5 separate regions of the Mus musculus genome follow, and regions 1, 2, 3 and 5 are each linked to region 4. A link is a contact called in public Hi-C and promoter capture Hi-C data. All regions are on one chromosome and are shown on one strand. Each heading gives the region's core, a stretch centred on a gene start, on an enhancer-like site or on the middle of the called end of the contact. The rest is flanking DNA. Distances are from core to core; before and after follow the strand shown.

Region 1 (2,700 bases), core at 130-2,629, 370 kb after region 4:
GCAGGAGCTCTATCATTGGGTTACAGCCCTAGCGCACTTCCTCCCCAGTCTATGTTGGTTCCATAAAGATGAAGATTTTGGTCAGGCGGGGTTCATTGTTGTGTCCATTTCAGAGTCTGACATACAGAAGGCGAGTAATGAATGATGCGTGAAAAGGTAAGGCAGAGAGAAGGTAAACAAACAAGGGAGAAAGAAACCCAGCAACGTGGGCCCTGAACCAGGAGATGACCAATTTTCATCCGCTGCTCTGGACAGGGCACCGGCCAGCTAGCACTGCGCATGCGTGCTCGAGCACAGCCCCCCCACCACCACCACCACCACCACAACTACCCCCACCCCCGACTCCTCGTCTAAGAGACCGAGGAGAGCAAGCAGCTCCTGCGCAGCCTGAGTGAGTTCTGGTTCTGACGACCGGAAGGGAAGAGACAGAATTCAGCGGAGATTCTAGGACCCCCGAAAGCCGCGCCCTAAAAGGCGTTCCCAGCATGCCTTACGCCGCTCCAGTCAAGCGCAGTACTCCACCTCCCAGAGGCCCTTGCGCGGAGTCGCTCCGCAGCCGCGCCTTTGTGAGCTCTACCGGCGCCGCGAGATCGAGCCCCGGCCCCGGCCAGATCTGCCTCGGCGCCGAGTGAGAGGTGACGAGGACTGAGGAGACGCTCGGTGAGGATCAAGGTACCGCGTGGGAGAAAGTGTAGTGGGTGCAGAGTGACCGTGCGAGACCACGCCACCGTATATGAGGGGCCTATTATGATTGTAAGGTTGCAACTATGTGAGACTGAGGCGGTGACAATGTATGTGACATTATAAGACAGCACCCCATAATGGGGGGAGCCTGTGACTGTGAGTATGGAGATACATGAAACAGAGAGAGAGGCTTGTGCCAGTGTGTGATAGCGCTAGGGGATGTGTGTGGGAACATGAGTGAGTGACTGTGGCTGAGCCTGTACACTGTGTGAGACTGAGGTGGTTATCATGTGTGTGACAGTATGAGACCACCCACTTGCATGAGGGGGGCCTGTGACTGAATACTCTGTGAGACTAAAAGACTGTGACAGTGTATGTGATTGTACCGGGGAGGGATCAGCTGAGTGACAGTGTTAGACTGGATCACTGTGTATTAAGGACTTCTGACTGTGAGACTAAATACTGTGTGAGACCGAGGCTGTGACATTGTGTGTGACAGATTGTGACAATATAAGGGATCATGTGGGAGAATGTGTCTGAAGACTCATATGACAGTGAGACCCCACACCGTGTGAGGGGGTCTGGTACTGCATACACTGTGTAAGACTGAAAGGCTGTGACAGTGTGGGTGACTGCACAGTGGAGGGTGTATTATATGTGAGCACTTTGGAGTGGGGATCTGAGTGGCAGTGTCAGACCACACCTTGTGTACGAGATGCCTGTGGCTGTGAGACTGAATACTGCTTGAAACTGAGGGGTTGTGACAGCGTGTTGACTGTATATGACAGCATGTGGGAGAATGTGTTTGGAAACCTATCTGACAGGGTTGAGACCAAGCCACTTTATTGTGAAGGCCTGAGGCTTGAGACTGTGCCAAGAGTACTGTCAGGGCCTGTGACAGTTTGTGAGACTGAATGCTGGCTATGACATAGAGTGAGAGGCTGGGACAATAGGTGTAGCACTATGAGACCATGTCACAGTGTTGAAGGGCCTATGATGGTGTATGAGACTGTGAGATCCCATAAGGATGTGTGTGAATACACAAGACTATGCCACCAGGTACAAGGGGGGTCTGTGACAATGTGGAATGTGGGGATAAAGACGCCATGAGGGGCTTTGAGGCTGCATTTGGGACTATGTGATATTATTACAGCAAGACTTTTGCTACCAGCTGGGATGGAGCCTGTGACAATGTATGGGCCCGAATAACAGTGTATAGGGCTATTTCATTGCATCTAAACAGTGTAACTGTTTGAGACAGACAGTGCTGGAAAATATGTGACAGTATGAGATATCATAGGGGGGGAAGGGCGGGGGGGGGCATTTGTAGGGTATCCTGATCCTGGTCCACTGTCTTCTAGATCACATGGTCCCTTTGCTACCCACTCTGTGCAAAGTAGCTTCACTTGATGGCCTACATCTCATCCTTATGGAAAGGGTGGAGATATACTTCCTTTTAACGTCATCTATACACTATAAATTCCAGTCTAGTTTCCAGTTTGGCACAGTTATTTTCTCAACTATTGCCTTGTGTATCTTCAATGATGTAAACCTTCATGTGTGAAAGGTGGAAGATTCTAATCTAATAATGCCAGTCTTAAATTGCTCAGACATAAGTGAAAGAGATAACTTAGACATAAAATATATGTTGAGTCCCAGAACTATACAGTACATAGGAAAAGCATTGTTAAATGTAGGGATACCTCAAATGCATGTCTGTGGAGGGAGGAGAAGGACAGAGGTGTGATGCTGGGGCTGCAGGATACACCTGGAACTTACAGTTTCCTGTTTCTGTCCACTTTACTTTCTTAGGACACCTCCCTGCTCCCAGAAACACAGCCATACATTCTTGAAGCTTTAACGCCATGTCCAAGGTAAGAAGCGTTTCTTTTTCCCTGGAATGCCACCTTATTTATCAGTCAGGCTAAACCACTTTGATTTCAGAAATTCAGCTGCCTGACAAAATCTCCTCTCTCCAGTGACTTGCTCTTGTTCTCCACTGCAACACAAGAGCTA
Region 2 (2,700 bases), core at 67-2,566, 430 kb before region 4:
TACAGGAGTAGTACTGGCACAGAAAGGAAATACAATCTTCAGGAGAGTAAAAATAAAAACAATAAAAACAACCTTCTAGGACTGGATTGCTATCAGGGACATCAGCCCTGTGCCTGGGCTCATTATCCAGACCCCAGGGTTCTGTAACATCAGTAGACCGGGGACCATGTACCATCTCATCTGCATCAAGAGTTTGCAGCCCAGCTGACCCAGCTGACCTGAGAGGCTCATGAATAGAGGCATTCCTACTTAAGGCTTAGAATCAGTCACACTAAGGCAGCAGATTTCAGACTTGTCCAGATGTCAGAAGACAAAACCTATCTCCGCTCCTACCTTCCAACCTTGTTTTTCTTTTAGTAAAAGGGTTTCTTGTGTATTACTGGAAATTGCTCTGTAGAGAAAGTTAGCCTTGAACTCCAAGATCCATTTGTCTCTGCCTCTCAAGTGCTGGAATTAAAGGTGTATGAGCCATCTCTTCTGGGTATTGTAGTTCAGACAATGTGGACCATGGGAAACCGGGACAGTTGCAGAAGGGGAAAGTGGAGAAGCGATATGCATGAAATTAACAGGACTTCTGCGGACACTGTCATGATTACAGATACGCCCGTGTTCGCATTTTCCAGAGCAGTCTTGGGGGGGGGGGGGAGTACAGCAAAGCTTCCTAAATGTTCCTAAATGTTCCTTTAATTTTCTCTTAGCACAATAGAAGCATTAATCCTGACGACTCCATAGTGGTGTGAGAAGTGTCTGAATCTAGAGTCCTGTGGTGAAGGAATCTTTGAATCCAATCCAAACATGTCCTTTTCCCCTCTTCCATGGTCACCATTTCTGTATTTATTAGCCCACGAACCTGGCGAGTATCATTTCACACAAGGCAAATGTCTCAAATGCAAAATTCAACTTTGCCCGTCTCCTGTATTTCTAGACATCAAATAAAACAAGGTTTCACTATGTAGCCCTGTCTGGCCTGGAACACACTATGACAGCTTCGAAAACACAGAAATCTACCTGCCTCTGCCTGCAGTTCTGTAATTTAAGAGTTCCAGCAAGCCTGACCTTGTGACTCAGCCTCTACTATTTCTAATCCACATCTAACTCACCTAAGGTAGAAAACGGTGTGGAGAAAATAGTCTCCACGCCAGTGCCAAGAAATCCACTGAAACTTGGTCTTGTCAAGCAGGGCAGTTGTGTCCGGATCGCAGAAATTTGCTCCTGCATGAACTACATTGCCCAGAAAACATTGCATGAAACTCAGCCAATGAAAATGGGCATTTCAGCGACGGCGAGAACCGTTGGGCGGGACTTTTGGCTTTGCGTGCTGGAGGTTCTTTGTAACTTCCTGGACCCGTCAGTATGGCTCACAGAAAACTGGTGTCATCTGCTTTGGCCATGGCAGGAAAGCCGGCACGTTAAAAGCGTTTGTCCCCCGTCACAGAGACGGATCTGAGGTTTGCGACAGCTCGTGTGATCTGATCCAGGCTTCGAGTGCGGATGGCGACTTCCCAGGGCCCCACCATCCTCTGGAGCCCGATGGTGATTGTGGAGGCTGCGGGTGGAGCCCTGCCCCAGGTGAGTGCCTAGTGATCGCCCACCTACCTGAGTTCTAGAGCACTGAGATCTGGGTCAGGAGCCAACAGGGCAGACGTTCATGTCCCCGACTGTAGGGTACGGATGAACGAAATAATGTTTTTTGACATCTGTGTGCTAGATCGCTAGAGCCATCCCCTCTGACTCACAGTGCCTGTTGGACTGTACCTCCCAAGGCTTGTGGGCGGGCCTGAGCTCGGAGACAGAGCCCTGGGGTGACCTCTACTGGCGTTTTAGATGAGGGAAAAAGGGCCCAGTACCCCTAAGGACCTGACTTTTGTTTATAGAGAGACTGGTAGCCATGGAAGATTTGAACAGAGGTGAAACTTGATCTATTCAAACTTTCCCAAGCATCTCCGGGGGAATATTGAGCAAGGATGAAGTTATGTGGATGGAGACAGAGATCTATGAATCCTTAGGTAAATGCTGTGGACTAATGCAGCAGTTAGGGTTGTAGACCATAGAGGGAGAGATTAGTCTTCAAATATCTGAATTTTTTTGAGACATATGTAAACGAGGCTATGTAAACGAGGCTAGAATCAAACTTGCAATCCTTTAGAGTGATTGGATTAAAGGCAGGACCTCCCACTTCCTGCTTGTTTGACTTTAAAGTAGTACTTTCTTTCCCTTTTATTATTCATTCATTCATTTACTTACTTACTTACTTACTTATGTGAAAACATTCAGCATTTAACTAAAGTCTGCTGTGTTAACTACTTTTCCCCCTGGAACTCAGGTCTGGCTGGCCTATGTAGCCAGTGCTTGCCTCAGTCTCCGAGATCTGCCTTCCTTTGCCTTCCAAGTGTTGCAGTTAAAGGGATGCACACCATGCTTACCCAATAACTTTTTTTTTTCATTTTCCCCTTGGCTTTTTATAGAGACAGGGTTTCTCTGTGTAGCCCTGACTGTCCTGGAACTCTCTCTGTAAATCAGCCTAGCCCTGAACTCAAAGATCTACCTGTCTCTGCCTCCCTAGTTCTGGCATTAAAGGAGCGTGCCACCACTGCCTGACATCTTTTTTGGTTTTTTGAGACAGGCTTTTTCTGTATAGGATTAAAGATGAAAGCCACCACCACCTGCCTCCCAATTGTATATAGATAAACCTATACATTC
Region 3 (2,700 bases), core at 78-2,577, 310 kb after region 4:
CACTCATAAGAGGCAGGCAGAGTTCTGTGAGTTCAAGACCAGCCTAGTCTATATAGTGTACATAGTGAGTTGCAGGGCAGCCAGAGCTATGTAGATAGACCTTATCCAAAACAAAAGACAAACAAACAAAAAAACCCTTCTGAGATAAATGGGACAATGAAAGGGATGAATCATTTCTTCAACCAAGAAGGAACAGTTGGGATGAAAAGGAAAGAGAATCAGTTTGAAGCTAGCCCTGTAGCCCATCACTCACCGGAGTAGGAAGAAACAGCACCCAGGACAGGTCTCTTAAACTGAAAACTTTTCACAGAAAATAAACACCATTAAGTATTGAAAAGGCAAGACTGTTTCAGGAAGCAAAGAGGAAATGTGACTCACCTGCGACTTGGCTTTATGTCTAGTCCCTGTAGGGGCAGCTTCCTGTTTGCGGTTTATCTCCTGGAGGAAGTTGGTATCTCTGGAAAACAGAGCTGGAGGAAAGGAAGGACTAGACACCAAATCTACACGAGACTACACCGTGCATGAGCAGAGATGCCAAACCCTTATTACCCTGTGCGGGAGTAAGGACAGGGTAGGATGTGGAATCAGGTTGTCTCTTTTCTCGTCTTACTTGCATGAATATATGTGCACCACGTGTGTGTGCCTGATGCCCACAAAGTTCAGAGGAGAATGTTCTATCCCCTGCAATAGGAGTTAGGGATGGTTGTGACTCACTATGTGGGTGCTAGGAACCTCTGCAAGAGGAACAAGTACAATGGCTAAGCCATCTCTTGTCGCACTGGGAGTTTCATTTCTTGAAGCATTGACATGGATACAAGTCTAAACTAAGTTGACCCTGTAGTTGTCAACGTCCCTCCAGCACCTCTGCCTGACTTCTCTGCCTCAAGTTGAGCTTTCGAGGATTGGTTATTTAACCATCACAATCACGCGCCCAGAGACACCATCTCCAGCACCAAGGCCTCGAGAACCATCGGACCTTACCCTTCCTTCACACCCAGAATAGATTCATCTTTGTCCACTCAGCCCAGAAACATGACACTCACCTTTGTGCGCGGTCCCCGAGGTCACTGCTCCTTGCTGATCCTGGGAGGCCAGGCTGTTCCTGGAGCGCGGCCTTCCCCGGTCGGGGCTCCCAGGAGCAACTACAGTCCCCGCCGCCGGACCTCCACCAGGCCTGGCCTTTGTGCAGAGGGCGCCACGCCCCAGGAGGGCCCAGGGTTCGCATGACACTACACTCGCCATTCCCTGCATGTCACGCGAGGGGCGCACGCTCTCCTAGCCAGGCTGCAGACACCCTTCAAGGCCGCTGCTCAGGGACACACCCCCGGCAACACCCACGCCCGCCACGCCCTCGCCAGCCACGCCCTCGCCCTGCCCAACCCCGCCCTAAAAGATCGGACCCTCAGGCAGTTCCTCCGGAACGCACCGGAAGTGGACTTTGCTTGAGCACAAGGCCCCCTGGGAAGTGTAGTCCCCAGCGGAGAAATCCTTTAGAGCCCAGCTGGTTTTTACAAGACCCTGTGGGAGAACCGCGGGACCCTGCCGGAAACACGAGTCCCGCGAAATTCAAAACAGTTCCTCAGAGGCTTCTGGGAGTCCTGGTGACAATTGGAGCGTACGAGTGCAGCGGCAGGGCTAGTGGCGCGCGATTTGAGGTTGTTTGGAGGAAGGGGAGTTGGAGGATGCTGTGAATTGGGCTGGGGCAATGCGGGCTTTTGGCAAGTCCACAGTGGTTCTGGTTGCATGTACTTTTCAGTTTGGGATTCAGTTGCTGCCATTGCAATCTTCACCTCTCCACTAGACCACCTCGACTTTAGTGCCTAGTGTTCAAAATGCCCCTCTGTATGTACTACCAAGTTTTAGGTCTGCAGGTTTCCCCAGGTTTTCTTCTGCGGTGCCTCTTTAATATGTTCACTCTTGCCTTTAATCGCAGTGCCCGGGAGTAAGAGACAGCCGGATCTCAGAATTCGAGACCAACCTGATCTGCAGAGCGAGTTCCAGGACAGTCAGGGCTACACAGAGAAACGGGGAAGCGGGGTGAGGTGAGGGGAGCGCAGTTTATTCTTTGTCGGTTTCATACATGTATATATACTGTATCTTGATCATATCCAACACATCTCCTCTCCCAACCATCCCCAATACTTCCACATTCCTTTTGCCACCCCACCACACTTTTTTTTTAAATATAGCCCTGTTAGTGCCGCCTACCAGTATACCAGTGGAGTGTGACATGAACAATCTACCAGAGGCCACATCCCCAAAGAAAAATGACTCCCACTCTCTCAGCTGCCATCATTTGCTTATAGCTCCTCAGCTAGGTGTGGAGGGGTACGCCCTTCCTCTATCAATGGCTATAATATTGATCGGCGCTGGTAATTACCAGCAATCTTGTGCTGGTAATCAGTTTCTATGAGTTCATGAGCACAACATGCCCAAAACCATTCCACAGCACTCCTTGCCATTCTCAGACTCTTACATTCTTTCTCCTTCGTCTAATACGATGTTCCCAGACCCTTGAGAAGGTATACAAGAATGTCCCATTTAGGACTGTGAGCTGCCTATTTTTGTCATTCAGTTATCATCTGAGAGAGTGTTGTGTGGCTCTGGATGTTCTGGAACTCACTCTGTAGACCAGGCTGGCCTCGAACTCGGAGATCTGCCTGCCTCTGCCTCTGGAAGGGCTGGTTTTAAAAGTGTGTG
Region 4 (2,700 bases), core at 52-2,551:
CACTTCCTGTGAATCTATCGGGGCCATTTTCATTCAAACCTCCACACCAAGAGAATCAGTGAACAACCCGTTGACACTTAGGAGTCAGTGCTACCCACTTCATTCTGTTGGCTAAAGCAAACTTCCTGGAATAAGGAAGTTTGTATTCCACCTTCAGGAGAGAAATTGCATACCCTACAACAGAGGGTGTGAATATTACGAAGCATTAATGATGTATCTGCAGGGATAGTGGGCACATTTTTCTCCCCCTGACATACCTATAATCCTCAACACCCTATAATCCCTGTACAACAGTGGGAAGCTTAGCCCAGATCAGCGGTGAAGGGGATACCACTTGTAGAAGCCGAGGAGTCTTTCTACTAGCTGAGAAATACTCCCTGTACTGGCTAGTTTTGTGTCAACTTGACACAGCTGGAGTTATCACAGAGAAAGGAGCTTTAGTTGAGGAAATGCCTCCATGAGATCCAACTGTAAGGCTTTTTCTGAATTAGTGATCAAGGGAGAAAGGCCCCTTGTGGGTGGGACCATCTCTGGGCTGGTAGTCTTGGTTCTATAAGAGAGCAGCTGAGCAAGCCAGGGGAAGCAAGCCAGTTAAGAACATCCCTCCATGGCCTCTGCATCAGCTCCTGCTCCCTGACCTGCTTGAGTTCCAGTCCTGACTTCTTCAGTGATGAACAGCAATGTGGAAATGTAAGGTGAATAAACCCTTTCCTCCTCAACTGCTTCTTGGTCATGATGTTTGTGCAGGAATAGAAACCCTGACTAAGACGCTCCCCAAGTCTACGCTGTGACTTTAATGGTAAAGTAGGTCTAGAAGCAAAGAAGTGAAAACAGAAGAGTGCTGGTGACTCCGTCCAGTAATCCCAGCTCAGGGCAAGGGGATCCTGAGGTTGAGGTCTACATAGTGAAACCCTGTCCCAAACCAAACCAAACCACTCTACCTCAGCGTGTCATCACATAATCTTAAAAATCTTTCCCTTTTCTACCATCGGCCTCTATCAATTTAGAAATTTTACTACCGAAGGAAATTTTTCCACCAGGAGACGCAATTTCTCTATAGTACTAGAAGTGGAGCCACAGAAGGGCAGAGCGTCTGAGGAACGCTTATAGCGAGCGCATCTTGCTGGGGACTACATTTCCCACAGGTCCCAGCGCGCTGTGCCGGGTGCTGGGCGCTCCATAGCCTGGAGCCTCAGGCTGGACGGCGTGAGACCTTCTGGGACATGTAGTCCTGTGGGCGGTGCCCTAGAGCTGGGGACTTGGGTTTTGAAAGTCATCCCGCGGCATTCCACTCCGGGTGGCCGCAGGCTGCGGTGCCTGGAGGCGAGTGCGGACGGACGGATAACCAAGCGCGAGGACGAGAGGCAAGAACACGGGAGAGGACTGAGAGGGCAGGGTGTCTGCATGCTGGGTGGGTCCCCACCCTATCACAGCTCTGTAGAGGACAGTGGTCTGGGTAGGGGGTGTGCGAGGGAATAGTGTGGCACAGCTCTTAGACATACTTCTGCTACGTTATGGAGATTTGTGTAACTCCTATTTGGAGGGTTTGGTCCCTGCAATGTGTCAGCTTTCTTCCACAACTTTACGTTTATGGGTGGCTTAGTTTGTCTCGCCTGTGTGGTTGTAGTTGGTCCTAGCTGGGTTGTTTGAACACTGTAGACTCGAATTCTCTTCTTATGTGGGTGTGCGTGAGCTTGTGTTCTACTTTGTAACTGTATCTGTTTTTGTATACGGATGAGCTGTAGTTGTGAGTTTTGCCCAACTGCCTGACTGTGCTGATGTGGTCAAGTGTGATTATATGATCTTGTATTTGTGTGTTGGGAAATGTGTCTGTATTTGAGCCCGACTATGTGTCTCATTCTGTGGATCTACTAATATAGATTTTATGTAATAACACTGTGAGTGTGAATTTTTAAATTTAATTAATTAATTAATTTTGTGTGTTTGTATGTGTGTGTAGGTCTTTGGACAACTCACAACAGCCTGTTTTTTCCTACTATGTGGGTCCCAGCGATGGAACTCGAGTTATAAGGCTTGGCAGCAATCGCCTTTACCAGCTGAACCAGCTAGCTGGTCCCAGATTGTGAGTTCATAGTATGCCTGGCAGAGGGAGGTTGTGCAGATTTTAGGTTGTATTTGTATCTGTGGTATGGCGGGGAATGTGTTGGGATGGTTGAAGGAGTTGGGGCTCAATTCAACTGTGGATTTACATGGCCTGGGTTTGTATATAGTTCGTGAATTGCATCTTACTGATTTGTATGCAATTGATTCTATTCCATTGGGTTGTTTATGTGTATTTGAGTATTCATATGTGTTTGCTTATATGTAAGTAAGGGTGATAGTTTGTGCATATAGCATCTCGTCTAGGTGATCAATGAGTTTGGTCACTAACACATTGGTATGCTCTCTGGATAGCTATTAGCTAAACTTGTGGATATCCAAGGCAAGGTTGCAGCCAGGCCAGGCATTTCTCCCCTACCTAGTGGCCGGTGAGCAGTATGAAACCCTGGATAATTTCGACCCAAGCCCAGAAGACAGCCCCGAAGTCCCATTCAGGCAAATGTCCTGTTCTAGGACTGAGGTGTCGGGGTGGCTACTGTGCTGTGGAAGGGACCAAATAGAGGTGTCTTTGCTTTTTTTCTAGAATGTACCTGCTGGCTTTGGGGAACAGGGCAGACTATAGAGCCTGGTGAAGGGTAA
Region 5 (2,700 bases), core at 64-2,563, 470 kb before region 4:
TGTAGATCTGTGTGACTAGCCAGCGGCTGACATTCCCACTATACTACTGGGTTTTGAAATCTCAGTCTCCCTCTTTTTGTATTTATTTATTTATTTATTTATTTATTTATTTATTTATTTATTTTCTCCCAGTATGCATATGTATGTGAGTGTACAAGTAGAAAAGCAGGGCACAATTTTCAGGAATCAGTTCTCTCCCTTTATCATGTAGGTTCTGGGGACTGACTTAAGTACTCAGGCTTGGTAGCAAGTGCCTTTACCAACTGAGCTATCTTATCAATCACTCATTCTTTCTTAGGGTCTCACCATGTATCCCAGGCTGGCTTTGAACGTGCCTTGGTCCTCTCTAGTGTTCAGACTCCAGGGATATGCCTCCATGCTAAATGTTACATTCCATTCTTAAGAACCCCCACAAAAATGAATTCCACTACCAACGTGAGGCAAGAAGTGTGGCCACACTGGTGAACTTACTAGAACACCCCACACTCACCTGTATACAGACCATACCCTTTTCTGTAGATCTGGGAACCTGTGGGAAGAAAGTTGTAAGAATCAAAGACCATGGTAAGTTTTCATGGACCTGGACCCCTGTCCAGTCCTGAATCTTCATAACCTTTTATATCTAAATTATCTCTAAACTATGCATAGTGCTGAGTCATAGCAGCTGCGGGATGTTGCACAAAGCTTTATTCTCCTGAGGGCTCCATATTATTCTCTTCCAGCCCGCTCTAACTCTGTGCAGCTTTTGGAATATTTTGAATAACCTCTAGCTACATTTATCTTCCATTCAGTCCCGCTGGCTCCTCCGTAGTGAGGGCATAGTTAATGCACCTCACCTTGCCGTTTTTTTAGGCTGGAATGCTCCCGGTTAAAGTGGCCAAACGTGATACTGCCCACACAAATCAGTCAATCACTCTTCTCTTGGTCCCACTCTTCCATGCCTCATCAGACTAGTTACGAGAAATGCGGATCCCATCCACGAGCTTGGCACTGTTCTGGACACAGGGATTAAGTTTTTCATAAGGATGTGAGCTGAGCGGGAGTCCTCAAGGGGCTCTAGGACTCAAAGTATCTAGGGAGAGGGAGCGCCTAGTATGTGGCACTTACCTGAGCCAGGTGCTTCAGCGCCGCCATCCGGCTCTGTAGAGTACGCAGGGGCCGGTGCACGGCCGCCGCGGCTGATGATGGTCTGCTTGGCCGACACCCAGTGCCTGTTCGCTCTCGTACCTTTAGTCTAACTTGCTGATTTTAAAGCTCAGAATCCTCCAAATACCAACCCATGGACAGTTAAACCAAAGACAGGACAAAATGCAGGAAGTACCGCCCAATGTCTGTCGACCTTCCCAGGCAGAAACTGCCCTCTTTGGCTCAGCAGTTTGCTACTCTGCTCTTGGCATTGTGGGTAATGTAGTTCCTACTGCTCAGGCTTGAACCAACAGCAGCCCATAATCCATCCTCACAATGATCTTAATTTGTTTCAGAATATTTCTGCAGTAAAGGAAGAGTGGGGATTTTATTTGGGATTTTATTTGGGGGAACCTATATGTATTTATAAAGGAAAACACTCCAGATGCAATGCTGACACATCTCTGACCATGCTTAGTGAAGAAATATGTTGCTACTTATGGAAAGATATTCGACACACTGTAGCATGTTTTAAATAGAGATAATTTAGCCCAAATTTTGAAAGTTAAAACAGCAGACAGGAAAAACTTTTCGAGCCTCTCTTGAGAGGTTTTGTAAGCCACTCTGCATTTAGAATGAGTGAGTTAAATATAGAGTAAGCCAAATTGAAGAATAAATATGAAGAAAGAAATACCAAAACATCTAGTTGGGAGAAAATATCCAGCAAAAACCAAACAAGGCAGCCATCTGTGAGTCCTAATGGGGGAGATCCCCCGCAGAACAATGTCCTATCAGGTAACTTCAGGAAAGAACAAGGAGCACCATAAAGGGACAACATCATCCAATCAGGTATTCACAGCACTAGCAGAAGCTAACAGGGTGGGGAGGGCAAGGTGAGGCAATGACGGAGTTCCTGACTGAGCTTTCTCCCCAGGCATGAGCTTCCTATGGCTGAATTGTTCTTTTTCAATACAATAACTTATTAATGTATTATTTGTTTCTTTGTTTTAAGACAAGGCATCACTTCATAAGCCTGGCTGGCCTGGAACTCACTATGTAAACTACGCTGTTCCCTAACTCATAGGGATCCTCCTGTCTCTGGAGTGCTGGAATTAAAGGCATGGGCCATCACTCTGGGCACATTACAGAGATTTTTATATCCTAGGAGAAACAGTAGTAAATTTTGTTAGAAATGTTCACTTTATACCTGTTCTGAAGGACACACAATTTAACATTCAGGCTGTTTTGCTTTTCCCTCTGAATGAAAATTAAGACACAATAGCTCCAGGGTATGGTGGAAGAGGAAATTTTTATTGTAGATGTAAGGGAGAGTATAGACTGAGGCATCTAGAAAGATTCAGACAGACCAAGAGAGAGAGAGAATTCAAGGGAAGAAGTGAAGAGAAGAGACAGAGACAGAGACAGAGACAGAGACAGAGACAGAGAAGGGGTAGGGGGTAGGAGCAAGCTGATCAAGAGAGGCAAGAGTAAGCCAAGAGATCCTGTGGCTGAGGAAAGAGAAATTGAGGGAACTTAAGGGAGGTCCCTGGGTTAGCGTAGGGTGCAGAGTGAGAA

Evidence for each region. Promoter capture Hi-C pulls out the DNA fragments that hold promoters and counts their contacts. A called contact is a pair of places that touch in the nucleus more often than the background predicts.
Region 1: a promoter capture Hi-C map of liver shows a contact between it and region 4, with 6 times the contacts expected there. The contact joins the promoter of Zfp583 here to the promoter of Zim1 in region 4. A contact is called at or near these places in 6 of 39 promoter capture datasets (the 3T3-L1 cell line, cranial neural crest, hippocampal neurons and 2 more) and 3 of 115 datasets of contacts at active chromatin or transcription factors (embryonic stem cells, fibro-adipogenic progenitors and stem cell-derived neural progenitor cells).
Region 2: a contact with region 4 is called in a Hi-C map of rod photoreceptor, with 4 times the contacts expected there. The contact joins the promoter of Zfp954 here to the promoter of Zim1 in region 4. A contact is called at or near these places in 10 of 39 promoter capture datasets (the 3T3-L1 cell line, cranial neural crest, embryonic stem cells and 6 more), 1 of 484 Hi-C or Micro-C datasets (rod photoreceptor) and 2 of 115 datasets of contacts at active chromatin or transcription factors (astrocytes and stem cell-derived neural progenitor cells).
Region 3: a promoter capture Hi-C map of hippocampal neurons shows a contact between it and region 4, with 5 times the contacts expected there. The contact joins the promoter of Zfp28 here to the promoter of Zim1 in region 4. A contact is called at or near these places in 12 of 39 promoter capture datasets (the 3T3-L1 cell line, cranial neural crest, embryonic stem cells and 7 more), 3 of 115 datasets of contacts at active chromatin or transcription factors (embryonic stem cells and stem cell-derived neural progenitor cells) and 4 of 9 other capture datasets (adipose tissue, embryonic stem cells, liver and 1 more).
Region 5: a contact with region 4 is called in a promoter capture Hi-C map of hippocampal neurons, with 4 times the contacts expected there. The contact joins the promoter of Zfp418 here to the promoter of Zim1 in region 4. A contact is called at or near these places in 10 of 39 promoter capture datasets (cranial neural crest, embryonic stem cells, frontonasal cranial neural crest and 5 more).

What each region holds. Positions count from the first base shown.
Region 1 is chr7:6,329,113-6,331,812 of GRCm38.p6, reverse strand. It overlaps Zfp583 (zinc finger protein 583), which reads left to right and starts at 1,379. Exons shown (of 5, transcript NM_001033249.3): 1 at 1,379-1,743; 2 at 2,497-2,558. The coding sequence starts at 2,550.
Region 2 is chr7:7,120,092-7,122,791 of GRCm38.p6, reverse strand. It overlaps Zfp954 (zinc finger protein 954), which reads left to right and starts at 1,316. Exons shown (of 5, transcript NM_172738.3): 1 at 1,316-1,569. The coding sequence starts at 1,492.
Region 3 is chr7:6,381,945-6,384,644 of GRCm38.p6, reverse strand. It overlaps Zfp28 (zinc finger protein 28), which reads right to left and starts at 1,327. Exons shown (of 7, transcript NM_175247.3): 1 at 1,044-1,327; 2 at 379-470. The coding sequence starts at 1,251. It overlaps Zfp78 (zinc finger protein 78), which reads right to left. Exons shown (of 5, transcript NM_001025163.1): 5 at 2,040-2,700.
Region 4 is chr7:6,695,033-6,697,732 of GRCm38.p6, reverse strand. Zim1 (zinc finger, imprinted 1) reads left to right here and starts at 1,301. Exons shown (of 8, transcript NM_011769.4): 1 at 1,301-1,364; 2 at 1,961-2,083.
Region 5 is chr7:7,169,966-7,172,665 of GRCm38.p6, reverse strand. Zfp418 (zinc finger protein 418) reads right to left here and starts at 1,313. Exons shown (of 4, transcript NM_146179.2): 1 at 1,108-1,313; 2 at 491-529. The coding sequence starts at 1,134.